2 separate regions of the Arachis hypogaea genome follow, and region 2 is linked to region 1. The links are chromatin contacts, called in public Hi-C maps. All regions are on one chromosome and are shown on one strand. Each heading gives the region's core, a stretch centred on a gene start, on an enhancer-like site or on the middle of the called end of the contact. The rest is flanking DNA. Distances are from core to core; before and after follow the strand shown. Region 1 holds the start of LOC112776158 (alpha-(1,4)-fucosyltransferase). Region 2 overlaps LOC140182469 (a long non-coding RNA gene).

Evidence for each region. A called contact is a pair of places that touch in the nucleus more often than the background predicts.
Region 2: a Hi-C map of an unstated tissue shows a contact between it and region 1, with 10 times the contacts expected there. The contact joins the enhancer-like site here to the promoter of LOC112776158 in region 1. A contact is called at or near these places in 5 of 8 Hi-C or Micro-C datasets (leaf and an unstated tissue).

The regions. Positions count from the first base shown.
Region 1 is chr19:149,292,563-149,295,381 of arahy.Tifrunner.gnm2.J5K5, reverse strand. LOC112776158 (alpha-(1,4)-fucosyltransferase) reads left to right here and starts at 1,264. Exons shown (of 3, transcript XM_025820191.3): 1 at 1,264-1,970. The coding sequence starts at 1,479.
Region 2 is chr19:149,336,883-149,339,582 of arahy.Tifrunner.gnm2.J5K5, reverse strand. It overlaps LOC140182469 (a long non-coding RNA gene), which reads right to left. Exons shown (of 2, transcript XR_011878092.1): 2 at 2,329-2,700. Among protein-coding and RNA genes, the nearest start is that of LOC140182469, 5.2 kb to the right of the region's middle. Within about 2 kb of position 1,377, at least 3 of the 3 cell types and tissues checked have open chromatin away from gene starts, as enhancers often do.

The sequences.
Region 1 (2,819 bases), core at 15-2,514:
CTTTTCTTTCGTTTCTTGACTTCTCTTTCTCCTTCTTCATTTACGTGCTTTTATCTCTGTTTTTTTTCGTTATTCTCGACTTCCATTGTTTTTTGACATCAAGCTCTGAAATCGTTTTTGAAGAAGAAGTAGAAGATGAGGAGGAGAAAGAGAAAGAGTTCTGAATTATACATAAGGTATACTTCAACGAATTTTGGGTGTATTTCTTAAATCCTTTGGGTGTATTTCTGTAATCGTTTGGGTGTATTTCTGTAATCGTTTGCGTATATTTCTGAAGTTTTATTATCTTCAAATTTGACAAGAAACTCGTTTTCATGGAAGAAGAAGAAGAAGAGTTGTTCATAATGCATGGTGAGTAGTGTGCTTTGGAAACAAGAAGTTGTTGAATAACGTGCGTTTATTTACTCTTGAATGTGAAAGTGTAATGCGTGTATTTTGTTGGACTTGTGCCAACTTGTAAGACTTGTAAGTCAAAAAGACTTGTATGTGTAACATTCCTCTAATATAAATTATTATTGATTTTTTTATTTTTCTCTTCTTTTATTATTAGTTTTAAAAATATCAATTGGGACTCTAATAATTTTGATGTCAGACAAATTAATTCCTAAAAAACTATCATGTTCTCTATTTTTATGTACATTTAACTACAATGTCGTGTTTGTTTATAGAAAATCGTCAAAGAGATAATAACTTTTGCACAAAATTTCATTTGCTTTGTCAGAGTTCATGATAAATAAAAAGTAATTATTGATGGTTTCGAATTTATGTAAAGACAACATGACATATTTTGTGATTAATTTTGTGGATATTGAATAAAAATTGGTGTAATCTTTTAATATTGGAAGTTATGGTGTTTTATAAAATTCTAGAGGCTATAAATTTACAGAATATGAATTATCAGATCAAACTTTTTTTAATTTATAAAAATAATATACAGACTGTATATTATATTATTTTAATATTAAATTACAATACACAAATTACATATTGTCAATACAATATATATTTTATGTATTGTATTTGTTTAAAATAGCATCTCCAAAACACTATAAAATTCTATTTTTTGTAACATTAACGTGAACTCTTTTCACTCTTTCATATGATTTCGTGTTATTTATAAACAAAAAGATATAATCCATTCACGGTTTGTTATTGTAAAAACTGTTATTGATATTTATTTTTTCTTCTAATTAGTCTGATATTAAAATAAGCAAAGACTAAATTGTCAGTTTAGTCTATATTTTTTATATTAAAAAGTATTATAAATTTAAGTAGACATCTGACTAGCATTTATGAAATTTCATATATGCCATTTCTTGCTTCTTAGATCTCAATTAAGTAAGGAGACCAAATGCGTAGAGACAAAGAAATCAAACCCGTTTCAGAGACGTAGAAATTAGAAGAGAGAGAGAGAGAGAGAGAGAGAGAGAGACCAAAACACAAGCTCTCACCAGCAGAGACGTAACACCATTAACACCATGCTGCTGGTGCCACCCAAACCCATCAACATCACCATCACCATCTCCATCATGCTCCTCTTCATCTTCTTCCTCTTCTTCTTCTCCGGCTTCTTCCACTTCCCCTCCTCCCTCTCCCCTATCACCACCACCACCACCAGTAGAAGCGCTCGATTCACTCCCGGCGCCGCCGCATCGGAGCCATTCACCGATCTGGTGGGAGCGTTCAGGAGGTGGGACTCGAAGGTGGGGTGCCAGCGGTTCAGGGAGAAATGGGGTAATGGGTTGGCGCTGAATCAGTCAAAGGATGCAGCTTTGCAAGGGTTCGGTAAGTGTAAGGGTTTGAAGATGAATCATGTGAGTGTTTTGGTTAAAGGGTGGACTTGGATTCCTGATAATTTGGATAATCTCTACTCTTGCGATTGTGGGTTGAGCTGCTTGTGGACCAAATCCAACGTTCTTGCTGACAAGCCTGATGCTTTGTTGTTCGAAACTACCACCCCTCCTCTTCAGGTGCGTTTCTGGGTTCTAAAGTTTCGTTTTTTATCGTTGTTTTTCTTTAGATTAGGTGCAAATGTAAGTGGGTGTGCTTGTTTACTTGGCTAGTTTTCTTCACTCTCTGCATTTTGATTGATGTGATTGATTTGACAATGCTGCTTGGTGTGTCTTGTGGATGAGTGTCATTTGTTTTTGCCATGCCATTACTGCTAGTTTAATCCAAGATCCTTGATTTGTAATCTTCCCTTGTTAGGGTTTAGGAAGTTTTACTTGTTATTTCATTTTTGGTTGCTGAATCAATAGTCAATTAGAGGGCGAGAATCTCCTAAGGTGTTATAAAACTTTTTTGGTTTGTTTGAGAATCAATCATCTTGAATTTGATGTTGACTCATGATGTTGGTGGAGAAGGATAGTTACTGGATATGCTGGCTTTTAGTGGCTTTGCTTAATTTGCATTGATTGTCAGTTTTCTGTTTTACTGAAACTAAACTAATCTTTTTCTCAAGAATTCATAAGACAACCGTGGTGCTATTTATGAATCGTAGAATGTGATTATGCTGTAGTTTACAACTAGTCATTGTTTACAAAATAATAATAAGGTGACAGGGAGAAGTGTCGTTTTTGGCAGACGGAGAACCTTTGATCTGTAACTATAAGGAGCACACACTGCTATTGGGAAGATTCTTTCGTTTTTTAGGCACCAATAGCTTGATGGATAAATTATTTACTAAACAGTGTTGTCATCTTCACAAGTTGGTATAATCTGGAAGAGTGAGATGTTCTGTGTCAGGATAGTGTTAATAGATACTGCAGTTGAGATTGTAAATTTAGCTTTGAAAACTGGGGTTCAGTGACTCTGTATTG
Region 2 (2,700 bases), core at 128-2,627, 44 kb before region 1:
TATTTTTTATTTTTATTTTGTTTTTGTTTTTCTTTTAGAATGTTTTACGCGGATGAGAGAGAAGAGAGAAAAGAGAAGAAAGAGAACTAATTGGGTGACTTTGATTTGATTTAGATAGAAATGAAATTTTATTTTTTAGTTAGCAATCATTTCTTTGAACCCTGTAAGTGTGATATGATCTTGGACTTGGATCGTCAATTTGGCATTAAACTTGTTTTTTGTTTTGATGGAAAAGTATTGGTATGATAACCAACTATTTCCTTAAAACTTATGGATCTAAAGTTTGTTATTGGGCTTATTTTATTTTCTATTAATTTCTATACAAATAACAAATTAATCACACATATAATTAAATTTTTAACCTAATAATAATATTTAGTCATTATCAATTAATTTATTATTTTTTTAAACTCAACAAAAAAATTACTACTCCTCACATAAAACTTCTATTTCCAGTCATTTATTTGAAACAGAAAAAACCTTTTATGATAACTACAGCATTAAAATCTTCTTGAATAGACTAATCATTTTTTAAAATATATATAAAATAAAGCTTAATGTAGACCTCGGATTAGTACTTATATCACATATATAGTGTATAATCAAAGGTAAATATCTATATTCAAATAATATAATGCATTATTAAAATTCTGTTTGAATATTGTGGATATAACACAAGAGAATATAAATATGATCACAGAAAGCTTATTATTTGATTGTGAAAATAGAAAGAGAGACACAAACAATTCATGTACTTATTTATTCTTTTACTTTTGTATTTCTATTGGTTTTAGCCGTATAGATCCAATCACACCCTAAACTCTAAAGAAACTATTACCATGTTGCCTATGTATAAAATTAAATATAGACCATATGAGTTATGGTAAAAGAAAGCAAAACACCAAAGGCTATATAATAAGACCAGCCACAAAACGTCCAACACCATCACAGGGGACACCAACAAACATAAATTGCTTTGTAACTCCTTCCCATCAGCACTTTCCATAAAATTAGCACTAACCAACAACATTAGTATGCATAGTTAGTGTTTTTTTTTTTTTTTTCATGGAATTTCCTAACCTGTTAGGTTAAGAACTAATCCGTCGCAGATATGAGCTTAAAAAGGGTGTATTGCTGATCAATGGGTTGGTGCATGCACAAGACTGAATTCGAACTCTCGACACTTAAACAGACAAGTGAGCTGACTACTCGTTCAATTCAAATTGGTTATTAGTTGGCATAGTTAGTTATGCAGAGAGATTAGTTTACCATTTTCTGTTTCATTCAGTCATGCAAGCCTCACTCTCTCTCCTCCAGTTTTTTTGTTCTCCTCGAGTTTTGTCTGGACTGCTTTGTTCGGCCTGGTTTCTGGGCTTTATTTCTTTTGGATCTACTACGTTTAGGGCCCTTGGGCTTTATCCTTTTCGTTCATGGCATACCATACTTTATACATAGATGGTAAATTGTACAAAAAACAAAAAACAACATTGGTAAATCACTATAAATCCTCTACCAAAAACGCGGTAAATCTTAAAACAATATTGTGCAAACAAAAAGTAGGCCATCTAAAATTAGAAATCTATCTTATGAATTGGAAGAAAGCCTTAATTGATCCAACAAGGGGCAGAGAAGTGTAAATATCATTAGAGGATCAAGCATATATCCGGAAAACCTCAAAACCCTATGGAATGATATACAAGAATATTATTAGCAGCCTTTTTTGCTATCATCAGTTCCATTATATTAATAAGAAAAAAGATAAGTATTATCATGCTTTAATTTGTCCAAAGAGTTAGCTGAAACGCTAGGATTGATTCGGATAGAAACCTTTTTGAATGAGCTTTAATTTTTGTGTGCGTAATTTACTTATCAACCGGTTGATTCCATCTAATTTTTAGAATCATGATAATTTACATATCAAATCATCTAATAAATTCTTTACTCAACTTTAATTAATTACATACTCAATGGTGGTTCTAAATTTTACGATTTCACTTATGAACCGAATTGAATTGGCCACCAATTTATTATTCAACCAATTTGATTGGTCGGTTTAATCTGATTTTCAAAAAATATGATAACTTACATATCAAATTATCCATAACATACAAAAATAAAACTTCAAATTCGCCATAATAAATTTTACAGTTTTAAAATCTCTGTATTCTATCCAAATGTCAAATTAACTTTTTTTTTATCGAAGAGACATTAGAGATAAAAGAAAAAATGATAGATTTAAGTGTTGTCCAAAACAAGTGAATGCATGCAGACACACGTAGACATAGATATATAGGTAGGTTATAATTGAAATACCAAACTTAAAGCATAAGAAATAAATTGAAGATGGAACATTATTATTGGATGAAGTCTTCATATAGAAGCAAAAAATAAAAAGGAACAACGTATAGCATGCAGTGCGCTGTGCCCACGGTTCTGATGAGATTTGAGAAGAACCTGATACCGATATATATATAGATGAGCCATTCTATACATATTCCATATCTTGAATCAATCAATTCTGCATTACATGCATTAGTTTACGTCCAACGTAACCATGCATATTTATCACTCATCTATTTCATAAACCTATTATCCTTAGCTAGTTTCTTCTATTATTATTATTATTCTGCTCCAATCTTCTAGATACTATACGGTTTTCAATTTTGTATCTACTATCGTATATACATGTATATTATTCTA